2 separate regions of the Sus scrofa genome follow, and region 1 is linked to region 2. Evidence: chromatin contacts called from public Hi-C data. All regions are on one chromosome and are shown on one strand. The core of a region is the stretch at or near the end of the contact, and the rest is flanking DNA. Distances in the headings are between cores, read along the strand shown. Region 1 overlaps AKAP13 (A-kinase anchor protein 13). Region 2 has its middle 39 kb from the start of AKAP13.

Region 1 (6,347 bases), core at 3,690-6,189, 100 kb after region 2:
ATAAAAGAGCTTGATATGTCATAAGCTCAAGTTATAGTTATTAGCTGTTATTATCATATACACTAATATCTGTTTTAAATGGTTCCAGATAGTAATTTGGTACATTTAGAGTCCAGTAACTCATCGTTAAAAATTCTCTACCCAAATCTTAACCTTTGTTACCAGTAATTTTACAACTAATGAGCAGAAGTTGATTTGAATTTCTTTTCCTCTTTTCCTTGCTCTGGCTTTGGGGGAATTTGGAGCAGCTTTGTTCACTTTTTGGTTGTAGATGAGATAGGAAGTGTAGCCATAGCAGTAGTAGAATTTGAGCCTTTTGCTTTCTTCTCATCCTACCTTATTCTGCTCATAGCTGTGTGAATGCTGTTGTCAGTGCCCCACATGGGTTGTATTGGGGCTTGAAGATGAACTGCAGTTCATTGAACTTCCTATTTCTAATCCTCTAGCCAGCTGCTATAATCATTAGAAATTTTTAGAAGGAGGCAATTAAGTAAAAGTAGTATTTTGTGCTGGACAGACTTGCCTTGGCAGTGTGTCGGGGGGACTGGGCCATTTCATCCAGCTCTACCACTTGAAAAAGTTACCTCTTAGAGCCTCAATTTCCTTCCCGATAAGAGAAAAGGGACTGGACCTTTATTATCAACATTTCCTTTTAGCTCTGATAATGTCATTCCTAGAAACAGATCTCAAAAGTCAAGTGTATTCTAGCAGTATGCATAGGAAACAAAGGACATTTAAGCACAAAAGTAAAATGACTAGTGTTTTAAATTTTTATTAGAGAATGTCACAATAGCTTGATTATTTAGTATAAGAAAGAAGATGGTTTGGGGCACGAGGTAGAGTGCTGGCAGCAGAACTCCAGCGTATGAAACTTTATGGTTCTCTGGTGTTTTGGGGGGATACACTTGGAATTTTTAGTGTGTGCTTTTATGAGGCATGCCTTTAAAACTGCAAAGTATGATAGTCACTCAGCTTTAGTTCAGTTTTAAAGTTGTTTTCATGGAGTTCCCATTGTGGCTAAGTGGTTAAAGAACCTGACTAGCATCCATGAGGACGTGGGTTCGATCCCTGGCCTTGCTCAGTGGGATAAGGATCCAGCTTTGCTTTGGCTCTGGCGTAGGCTGGCAGCTACAGCTCCAATTGGACCCCTAGCTTGGGAACCTGCATATGCAACAGGTGCGGCCCTAAAAAGACCAAAAAATAAAAAAATAAAGTAGTTTTCATGAAAACTCTTTTCTGTTGAGCAGCTAGACTTTTTCAGAATATTGACTCAGAAAAATCACTTAGGGCTCTTGTAATTAGCATTTGGGGATCCATTTCGTGACTATCATAGAATCAAAAGTTTTACTGGGGAAAAAGACAGACCCACATGAATTCATGAGTCTTTCTTTTCCACTCTTGATAGATGGTACCCCATCAGTCTATGTCATGAGAGGCAGAAATCTAGACATCATCCTTGGTAGTCCTTTTTTCTTAATCCCATACTATGTTTAACCTCCAAATATCTGTTATTTACTCCCTTCTTTCCATCTCCATCGCTGATGTGAGCCCTAGCTGTTCCTTCATACCTGAATTATTGCCACAGCTTTCTAGCTGGAATCTCTGTATCCACTTCCTGCTTTCACTCTTCTGTCCATTATATGAACAAGTGATCCTTAAAAATCTAATTGTGACCTTTATTTTTAAAATAAAGACCAAACAAACAAAACACAACAAAAGGAAAGCGGAGTTCCCTGGTGGCTCGGTGGCTTAAGCATCTGGCATTGTTACTGCAGTGGTTTGGGTTGCTGTTGTAGCATGGGTTCTCTCCCTGGATTGAGGACTTCTTCATGCTGAGGGTGCAGCCAAAACAAGTAAATATGCCAAAATGAAATAAAGGCCAAAATAGTTGACAGGATCTAGTAGGCCCTAAATGGTCTGGTGCCTACACTCTTTTCCAGCCTCATTTCACACAATATGCCCCTCCCCAACCCGTTCTCTTTACTCTAGTCATATTTGATTTCTTTAAATCCTTCATATTTACCTACTCTCTTTTGCTAAGGTCTGTGTTATTTTGTTTCTTAGCTCTAAGTCTAGACATTCACTTTTTCAGGGAAGTTTTTCCTTGACTTCTCTGAAGAGTTAAAATCTCCCTGTTATTTGTTTTCATAATATGGTGTACCTCATCTTTGTGATACTACTGTTGCACTTCTCTATTTATTTGTGTGATTATTTGATTTTTGTCCCTCAGTAGACTCTAAGCCCTCTGAGAGCACAGAGGACCCAGCATTGTCTCCACACTACCTGGTGTTTCTCCTAGCAGGTAGTAAGAACTCTGTAATTATAGGTTAAATGGATGTATGAGGTTTAACTAATTAGAGGCCACATTATGTAAAAAGTACAAAATTGTGTGTTTTGGATGGAAGTGGAATTGGGGGATAGCGGTGGGGGCAGGGCCTACCTTGAATCTGTTGACTGTGTTGGATAACATTGTGGACTGTGGACGTTGTCAAACTCTTGGAAATGCAAGTCAGGTAAATGAGATTCTCTTTTTGTTTGGAGCACAATGAGCACCGGATAAACAATGTGTGGGAAGACTTGAGCCATAGTTTCTGTGACTTCTCTGGGTTTGGCATCTACTGGAAGGACTTAATGTTCTTTACCCTGCTTTCTGAATTCTGAGGAAGGAATGGGGAATGGGTTAAGATGAAAGGAGATATGTAGTCAGAAAATGATAGAACCTGATTTGTTTTTAAAATAATAGTCTTTTTTTTTTTTTTTTAAAGCTCTTTAGTAAAATGGAATGAGTATGGATCTGGGTTTGATTTTCACCTCTCTTCTAAGCAGTTTGATTGAGATGTAATTCGTATGCCATGTAATTCACCCTTTTAAAATGTACAAATCGGTGGCTTTTAGTATATTCACGGAGTGCTGTAACAGTTATCACAGTGATTTTGAAACATTTTCATCACTTCCCAAAGAATCCCTGCACCCCTGAGCTGCCATCTTGATCTAGCATTAATAGATGTTTTATCATAACTCACATATGCTTTCTGAGGCTCGGTTCACTTTTCTTGTTTGGTCTCTTAACAGTTCTCAAGAAATTGAGCCAGGTTATTGCCTTCCTTGACCTGAGAACCTTAGTTTTTATTTTATTGACAGGAAAGGTGGTTGGTTACCGAAAGTCACAGATACCTTTCTACATATGCCAAAAGGATAGATTTCTTCTCTCTTCTCTCTGTTCCTTCCTTTGGATATTTTAATGGAAGCTCTGGGTGTTTTGAGGTAGAAGTGAAGGGTTCGTTTGTATCTGTATTAAACTTCGTCTTGGTACATTCGGTCTCTTGTGTACATCCTTGTTATACCCATTTTATAGCTATTTAAGGGCTTTGGATCTTCAGTCTTAACTTTCAGTATATTAGTGTTCTTAATGAATCTCAGTCTGTATATTTCATCATTAGTTGTTTCTAGACCTTGGTAAAAGCGTTCATCAGAATTGGACAGTGGTGCAGTGGGGAAGAGTTGCCTTTGCATATGCTAGAAACCTTGTTTCTTGGAGATGTTCATCAGTTATGTTTTGCTTTGTTGTTGAAACAGAGGGTTAGGATGGCAACCCTGGGGTATGGGGCCTATTCTCCCCCACCCCCAAGGAGTCCCCAAATTCCTAGAATGTGCCTTAACCTGGAAGCACAGATAAAATTATGTGCTGGGGGAGGGAGAATTTTAGTTACCCTATGCTTAGCTGAGGCTACCATGTTCTCACAACCCAGATTTCTTCATTTTATTCACGACAGTATCATGGGGATTTGAGCAGGTGTTTTCTTGAAATTCAGACATGATATCAATCCCTAGGATGAAAAAAGTTATAAAAAAGAAACCCCATAGTCTGTCTGGTGTGTCTTAATTGTGACTGTATGCCGAGTTTCTAGATTGTTGATTCCCTTTCTAAGGCTTCAAACCATCCCTTTAGCAGTTCGTGTCTGATATTGAGATAACTCTCTAGTAGATTACAATTTATGGAATCTGCTTTCTTACTGCTAAACTGCTGCTCTACATCTCTTTTATTCTAATACAATCTTTCAGGACTCAGGAAGTATCTTTTTCTGGCCTATGACAAACTCTTTTAAGTCAGGCATTGATGGTGTCTCTGTATCTTGGGCTGTTAATTTTTTTCTTTGCTGTTATTTATTTTATATCATGTAGTCTGAAGTTCATTCTGATAGGGAGAAAAGGAGGAAATAAGATAAGGAATTCTTTTATGCACCACCCCGAGCAGTAGGTCTTAGATCTTAGATCTTCCTTGTTTTGCCTCAAATATAGAAAGCCCAAAAAATCTTTTTGGAGTCCATGGCATTTTTCCAAACTTGAGGTAATTTTTGGAGAAAAGAATCATACCCTTTGTGCCTTTCTACTCTAAACTATTAAAAGTTCATCCTTCTTATTGTAAGCAAAATCGGAAGTGTTTAATTGTTTACTCCCTGGCTATATATACTGAACATTTTAGTTAAACAGGCCTTTCTGCTTTGGGTTGGAGTTGACTATTAATAAAGTGTTAGAGATGAAAACTAATCCTGATCACTCCTTAATCAGAATCCAGATGCACTGCCTCAGTCTATAGGAGACTCATTGAACTCACTTTCTCTTTTCTTTCTTTTTTCTGTCTTTTTAGTGCCTCACCTGTGGCATATGGAAGTTTCCAGGCTAGGGGTCCAATCAGAGCTGTAGCTGCCAGCTTATATCACAGTCACAGTAACGTGGGATCTGAGCCTTGTCTGCAACCTACACCACAGTTCACAGCAACGCCGGATCCTTAACCCACTGAGCAAGGCCGGGAATCAAACCCATGTCCTCATGGATACTAGTTGGGTTCATTACTTCTGAGCCAGGATGGGAACTCCCCTCACTTTCTCTTTGCTTACAGCTCAAGTTGGCAGCTTCTCCCTGCATAGTGAGTCTTGTCAGCTCATGGCAAACTATTGGCTGTGAGCTTTTGCTGTGCTCATGAGTTGTCCCTCAAAGTTCCATGAGGTTATGGCTCTGGGGAGATGTTTCTCAGTCCTTTCAATACTTGAAACAGTAACAATTATCATTTATTATCTACTCCGTGCTGGGCTTGCTTAATCCTCCCAACAGTGTTGTAAGAAAGGTATGATCTCCTTTTTTCTGACTGGACTAGTAGCTTCCAGATTAGAATTGCTCCAAACCTCATGAAATACTTTGATATTTGTGTTTTTATCAATCTTTAAAAGTAACTTATCTAAAATAGTAAGAGATAGGTCTATTTGATCTCCAAAGTGAGTGATTTTTCTCAGTACTGTTGGGACATACTGTGATCTGGTGCTGTGCCAGGTGCTTCAAAGGCTATGAAATAGAAGATGACACACTCCTGGCCTTTAAAGACTTTTTGAAAAATAAGGGTGAGGGGAGCATTGAGAGTTTGATAGTGGAGGATCTGCCTTTCTGTTGGGAAGCGTTGGGGGGGGGGGACTGAATCCATTCATTCATGTGCAGATTTGGAGCCATAGTAGATGGAGGTGGAGATTTCCTGTCCCAGCACCATGTGTTAGTTGTAGCCCTTGACTCCTTGTGGTGGTCTGTATGTTAACCCTCTACTCAGACATAGCTGTTTGCTCAAGCTTTGTCCTTTGCAGATATCTCTTGTGTGGTAACGAAGATTTGACTTTATTTTAGGCTCTTCCATTTACTCTGTCTTCATGTACAGAACCTTTGATGGACGGTGACTTTGAGTTGTGACTACATTGCTAAATTGCCATGACCGCCCTAGCCCTATATGACCTTTGTAGGCCACAGGTCAAGAAAAGAGATTTGAATGTTTCTGCCAGATAGAAGCAGATCCCTTTAATGTGTGAGGCATCTGCCTTAAGCAGTTTTTAAGAAAATACTAACTTTTAAGTATTCCTTACAAAGTAAGTATTCCCTTTATCCTGATTTTTGGTAATATATGCTCATTATGGAAATTCTGGTATATGTAATACAACTCATTACGGAAATTTTGGAATATGAAGTAGAAAAATAAAAATTACCTGTAATTGCACCTTCCAGGAATAATTACCAGACTTTTGAGTCTGTTCCCTCCCCTCTACTATGTGACCACTCCATATCTATATTCTGATTTTTATCACTTTACATTATAAGCATTTGCACATACTATTAATTTCCCTTATGGTTGTAAATGACCTTAATCATTTTCCTAATGTTAAATAGGTTATTTCCAGGTTTTACATCATAAACGAAACCCTTGTAGATTCAAGTATTTTTTTAAAAATATTTGATTTTTTTTAAGTGCATAATATGGACAGCAGGAACCAGATTTCTGCTGCCTTGAAACTTGGGGAAATCATTTTTGA
Region 2 (6,885 bases), core at 1,030-3,529:
CCGTGGCAGACAGCATTCTTTCCTGCTGCATATGGAATCTTCAAAATCTTTTTCAACCTAGTATCTCTAGTAGCCAGAACTAATCCATTGGAATAGGCACAGAGTACAAACCCATATGCTTTTGTTTCACTTATTTGGAAACTTCATTTCATGGTATCCCACTTAGAAACATTCCACCTAGAAAGTGAAAAATAAGATGTTATTTGAAAAGGCAGGGATAAGGTTGGGACAGGTAGATATTTGGGTGAACTGACAGGTGATTCCTTATCTTTAGATCAGTGGTTCGCAACCAGGGAAAATTTTGACCTCCAAGTTGATATGTAGGAATGTCTGGAGACATTTTTTATTATCACAACTAAATGGTAGGAGGTGCCACTGGTATCTAAAGGGTAGAGTCCGGGGATGCTGTTAAATATCCCACAGTGTGCAGGACACTCAGGTTCTCCCACAGCAAGCAATTATCCAGCCCAATATGTCAACAGTGCTGCAGCTGAGAAACCCTGCCCCCAGTCACAGCACATGTAAAGGAGGGAGCAGAGCAGAGCTCCTTGCAGATGCCTGCTGCTTCTCTCACATTAGTAAAATAAAGTTGAAGGAACTGAAACCACTGATTTAGGGTCTGCTTCTGGTTGCTCACACACCAAATACAGAGGCCGCAGAGGTTTCAGTTATAGCTGGCTGTAGGATCCTTTATTTTCTTCTAGCCCAGATGACCTGAAGAAACCTAAGGTGCTACCCACACATCCTGAATCAACATAGCTTTTGGCTTTTCCCTCCCAGCTTCTCTCCAATCCAGACAACAGGAAAGAATATTTGAAAGAAAGGGAAAGTGAAGGATGAGGGGGAAAGTAGACTAGAATCTTCAAGGAGAACTCCTCCACAGCCAGACTGGTTCTCAGTGCAAGCACATTGACACTGATCCCATGAGCACTCTCAGAATACTTTTGTTCCTGTTTTTCAACAACTCTACCACTCTAAGTGTGGTGTCCAGAGCAGCAGAATTGGCACCACCTGGCATCTCCTTAGAAGTGAAGAATCTCAGCCCTCCCCAGACCTCCTGACTCAAAATCTGCATTTTAACAAGATCCCCCAAGTGATTCATATGCGCATTCATGTTTGAGAAGCACTGTTCTAAGGTTTCCAAAAGGCAAAATAAAACTGCAAAGTGAACAGCTGCAAAACAGATGCAAAGCAAACCACGTGGTGTAACATATGACTTCTCCAGAGGATTTATGACCCTCTGTGGATGGTAGCTTGTAATATAGAAAACAGAAATTTGAAAGAATGTGTGCAAAAAAATCAATGTCATGTTATATCTTTTTAATTGCCCTTAAAGGGATCCACCTTGGGTTCAAGAAAATGTAGTGCTAGTACCTAAAACTGCTTCATGCACCCAATGAGGGCACAAGTATTTGGTGGGTTTTTGTTTTTGGTTTTTTCTCATAAGGAACAAAGTTAAGATTTATACTGATCTTCCATGAAATCAGGGAGTTTGATTTGATCAGTATTTCCAACACAGCATTCCATAGTACCAAAATTTTGTAACGAGAAAAAAGTCAATGTTGTATATTTTAAATAACTTAGAAAATAGACTAAGGTGACTGGATCAGTTTCAACTTAAAGTCCTCATTCAACTTACCCAGATTGATTCATTGAAGAAATATTAAGTACCTCCTAGTGTATAGCACAAGGAAATTTACTCAATACTGTGTAATAAAGTATATGGGAAAAGAATCTGAAAAGGAATGGATATATGTATAACCGATTTACTGTGCTGTACTCCTGAAATTAACATAATTTTGTACATCAACTATATTCCAATAAAATTTTAAAAAGAAAGAAAGATTAGGTCCCAGAATCTTTGCAAAGGAGAGTTTGAAGGAATGCAGCAACCAGTGCTGCAAATCATTGCCTGAGATTAGGTGCGGCAGGCAGCACTTGATAACTGAGACGAGAGGGGAACAGAGATGGGGGAGGAGTCGGACCCGCAGGACCTGGAGGGAGGAGGAGGGGGAGGAGCTCTGGATGCCCTTGTGAATGCGCTGGAGCTCGACCGTTCGGGAGGCAGGTCTAGCCGGATTCACACGCTTGCCTGCAGGACAGACCACGACTCTGCTTGTGGAAGGTTTTCCGAGGACAACGTCCCGCGATCCCGCTGCCTCTTTCCCACGGAGCTGTGGCCGAGTTTCAGTTGAACAATCCACAAGGGTCAAGACTCTGGAGAGCAGGTCTAGGAGAGGCCGCTAGAGGCCGCGCTCGGTCCCTTCCCCGAAAACCGAAAGGGCTCCAGCGAATGTGTGTTCAGCCAGCACTGTGTTCTTTCATAACCTCCGCGCTGTGCTTGCGGCTCTCTGCGAAGGCCGGAGGCAGATCAAACACCGGCCTCGAAGTCAGAGAATGCTGTAGCCCCTCCATCACAGATGGTGGGATGCTGGGTGGCCTCTTAGAGCCCTTCCTCCGACTGCCGGGCCTCTCCCCAGGACTCCCCTGGGGCTGAAAGCTTGGTCCGCTGATAACAGTCCCCTGACCCCGCTGGGATTCTGAAGCCCAGAGAATGGATTTGGAGAGAAAGCAGTGGAGCAAGGGTGGAGAGAGAAGGAACCTCAGAGCTCAGGCAGGCAGACTCCTTCCCAGCGTGGCACCTGAGCCTTGGGACTGCTCCCCTGGAGGTTGGGCCTGAGTTGACGCTACAGGAGGAACCCAAGTGGAAGAAATCAACCAATCTGGGAAATGAAGCAGAGGTTTCTAGAGGCTGCCCCGCCTAAAAGAGTGTTCAAAGGCCACTGAATTCTTAAGGTCATTGGACTTTTTTTTTTTTTTAACCTGTGACGACTCAGTCAGGACAAGGCAAGCAAGAGAAAATTGCTCCTGAAATACTTCCTGAAAAGTTCTGAACCAGTGAATCACAATCCGGTCGCAGGACAGAGAGGCACTGGCACTTCCACAGGGAAAGGAAATCACCCAATATTTGTGAGCACCCCTCCAGGCTCACAAATTTTTGCATTCAGTTGCTTAGTGCTTTTTGCATTCAGTTGCTTAGTGACCTAACAGGCCAGGGGGGCGAATATAAATATCTCCATTTCCCTGATGTCAACATCAGGACTGGGAGATGTTAAGTAATTTTCCAGGGTGGGCTGGTAACAAAGTGACAGAGCTATGATGCTTGTTTATTTGATTTAGTTTATAAATAGATTATACAGTCACATCATTCAAAATCATAAAGCCTAGAAAAATCTCTCATCCACATGACCCCCAAATATCCAGTTGCCTTCATACACAGGTAATAACTACCATCATGTGTTCCTTATTATGTAGACACTTTCAGCATTTCCTTATGCATACCAGTTAATGAGAAATATATTATTTTTGTTTGTTTGATTTTCTTGTTATTGTTGTTGTCTTTTTGCCTTTTCTGTGGCCACTCCCTCGGCATATGGAGGTTCCCAGGCTAGGGGTCGAATCGGAGCTGTAGCCACGCCACAGCCACAGCAACGTGGGATCTGAGCGTCTGCAACCTACACCACAGCTCACAGCAATGCCAGATCCTTAACCCACTGAGCAAGGCCAGGGACTGAACCCGCAACCTCATGGTTCCTAATCGGTTTCGTTAACCACTGCACCACGACAGGAACTCCCGAGAAATATATTCTTATTTTGACTCCATTTTCTCACAAAACATGGCATACTATATACATACTGCTCTGTGTCTTGCTGTTTTTACTTGATATCTTGTAGATCTTTCTGTGTCAGCACATTAAAACCTTCTTCATTCTTTTCCTTTTACAGCTGCACAATATTCCATTGTATGGAGGTACCACATTTAATTAACCCATTCTCTACTGTTGGATACTGGGTTGTTTCCAATCTTTTGCTACTGTAAACAGTGTTGCAATGAATAGCTTTGTACCTACATCGTTTTGCACATGCAAGAGCCAGGAGTCCATATCCTTCCAGCTCTAAATAGTTTGTTCCTTCCCCTCTAAAGCTGATGTAGGACCAATTATATATGCCAGTTGATAGGTAAATACTCATATCTCTGTCATCCCCACCCCCATGCCCAGTCTTCCTATTTTCCTGTTCTAGTTATGAAGCCTATTTGTATTTGAAACAACTACAGAGACTCTGGACAGAGAGTACTTGCCATTTTATCTTTTTCTGTGGTTGCTTCATTTCATTCTTCAAATACCAAGTGTGACTGTAACTGGGCTGTACTGGAGATAAAATCTGCAGATGTTGTTCTGCATAAACATGGAATTTCTGCTACTGGTTGGATCACACTGTATTATACATGTGCCAGGGGAGTTCAAATCCTGCATACCGTAGCCTACATCAGACTTGGATTCCAGCTTAGAACTGAAAGGAAGATGAGCTGGAGGCAGTCTGCTGCTGTGAGAGCCAGCATCTATTTTCATTTCTGGCTGTTGACCTAAAGGGACATGAAATGAATGGAGGCAACATTAGGGAGGTCCAAGGAAGTTTGCCTTCTGGGAAAGATAAAATGTATCACCCAATCATTCATCCTGGGCCTTGGTGGTCATTTTGTCATCTCTTTTTACACTTAGATTTTCAGATTTGCCTTTCAAGATAGTTTTTTATCTCTCCAAACAGGATTTGGTGATTAGAGAGAATACTGGGTAAGGTAAGAGGGACAGGAACAAGAGAAGATAGATTGTTTTTTAACATGTAACTACCATGTGCATGGTTAACCAACATAGGTTCTCCCTGTTTTGGATGCAGTTCGATCCAAGTCTTCATTCTTAGGTGCTTACTGCACACCAGTCACCATGTTGACGGACGGCAGAAGGCCCAGATCCTCTGGGTCTAAAAGGTGATTCAGACACATTCCAGGTATGTTCAATGCAGAACAAGAGATCAATTCAAAGTGATAATGAGCTGTGATGTAGGTGGAGATGTCTCATCTAGCTCAGAGGAGGAGTGCTTGACCTTAAGTGAGGAGAGGGAGAGGTGGGGCTGGCAGTTTAGGATGGCTTCTTTTGGGGAAATAATACTGAAGTAAACCTTGAGAAGTAGCAGGAGATGCTCCAGCAAAGAAAGTAAACAAAGAAAACAGCATAAACCATGACCCGGACTAGGGAAAGAGTTGGGGGCCCTGTGACCCAAACATAACTGACTGTTTAAACTCTTAAAAAATTGAATAGCAAGCTAGTAGCCCACATACTGCAAGTTTCAAAGGTGAAAATTGGGGTAAATTTGAATGTTCTTCTTCAGTCCTTAAATATGTTGTTCCTTCTATTCTTACCTTAATTAGATTGGTCTTCAATAATGAGCGCCCCCACCTCCACTCCCACCCCACACTCCAGTCTTCTTCACTAACTTCGAAACGTGTCAGGCAGAGTTCCAGGCAAGCCTTTCTCAACTGCCCCGGCCCTTCTGTCTCTTATCTATGACCCATGACTGTTTTCTTTTTGTAACAGGGACAGCAGGGTTTGCTTCTTTAAAAACGCCACCAGCGCTCTGAGCCTAGGCAATTTCTGTATCTTTCCTTCCAGGACCAGTCAACAGCCATCTGGAAACCCATATGACAGCCCTTTCCCCCCAAGAATGGAGACCCTGGAACACTTACAAAGCCCACATCTCTCTGTGAATGTAACCACTGACATTATCATCTGAATAATGATCACTGTCTTATCTCCAGGTATTAGTTGACCTATGAGATATGGTTAAGAAATGCATGTGTCAGAGATTCCCTGCAAAAAACCGTTTTGCAGATGGTCTTCTGATAATAATAATAATGCCAATAACAGTAGTTAGCATCTATTGGATGCTTACTATGTTCTAGGTAATACTGTTCTAAGCCCCTTAAAATTGCTCCTTAATGGTTTCATTTTCTTTAATCCCCACACTTCCTTCTTAAAGCCTGACATGCTGCCTAGTTAAGATTCAAGTGTCCTTGGGTTCAGAGCCCGGCTCTGCCACTTACTATTTTTGTAATGTCTCTGAACCTTAGTTTCCTCATCTGTAAGTGAGCATAATAATACCTTCCTCCCAGAAGTAAGTGAAATGATATAAAGCACCTGACACATAACAAGCTCACAATGAATGTCACCTACTGTCTCCTAAACAGCTGATTTTTTTAACTGAATGAATTTTATTACACTTATAGTTGTATGATGAACAGCTGATATTTTTATTGAAAATGCTTCAACTTTCAAATAATTTAAGACAGAAGACCTAGTCAAGTGTCTTTTAACAATGGTATAATTATCACATCATTCCTCCAAATAGCAGAAGGGAAATCTATGGATTATTTTCTCTTCTGGGGTCGGATTTCTTAAACAAGACTATGAATATGGAGAAAGAATACTGGGTCTGAGAGCAGACCCAAGAACCAGTTAAGGACATATTTCCAAATCTGGACTCAACCCATTCAGGGATCTGCTTCCCCCCCACCCGCATGAAATCATCAGAAAAGGAAAGAAACACTTGGCCTCTGAGATCCTGTCCAATTTTAGCTCTAGGTGTTAGGGTCATGTGGAAGTGGCAAGTTTTTGAAATGCTGACATGCTGACACTTAAGCACATGGCTGGATCCTGTTATAGCTCAGAGAAAGTATATAAAGAACCTAGCCCTGGGTGACATTACTAAAATGAAATAATGCCCAGCATGATGTAAGTGGTAAGACTTAGGGATGGAAAGGTTGGAGTTTGAATCTCAGCTTCAGACTTCTCAGCTGTGTGACCCTGGGCATGAGTGAATAATATATCATCACCTTATACTTGGTCCTCACCTGTAAAATGAGATAATGGCATCTTTTTCACCACATCGTTATGTTGCCCAGCAAATGTCCATTCCCTTCTCCTTTGTGGTCAAAATCTTACTCCACATGAATCTATAGGGACTTCCAGCTCAGCCCAGCTGCAACCC

What was found. A called contact is a pair of places that touch in the nucleus more often than the background predicts.
Region 1: a Hi-C map of liver shows a contact between it and region 2, with 3 times the contacts expected there. The contact joins two enhancer-like sites. A contact is called at or near these places in 2 of 47 Hi-C or Micro-C datasets (heart right ventricle and liver).

What each region holds. Positions count from the first base shown.
Region 1 is chr7:87,949,127-87,955,473 of Sscrofa11.1, forward strand. All of the region lies in intron 1 of AKAP13 (A-kinase anchor protein 13), which reads left to right. Among named protein-coding and RNA genes, the nearest start is that of AKAP13, 63 kb to the left of the region's middle. Within about 2 kb of position 4,940, at least 5 of the 83 cell types and tissues checked have an H3K27ac peak or open chromatin away from gene starts, as enhancers often do. A contact at or near this core is called in liver, where this site is marked.
Region 2 is chr7:87,847,107-87,853,991 of Sscrofa11.1, forward strand. No RefSeq gene overlaps it. Among named protein-coding and RNA genes, the nearest start is that of AKAP13, 39 kb to the right of the region's middle. Within about 2 kb of position 2,280, at least 73 of the 83 cell types and tissues checked have an H3K27ac peak or open chromatin away from gene starts, as enhancers often do. A contact at or near this core is called in liver, where this site is marked.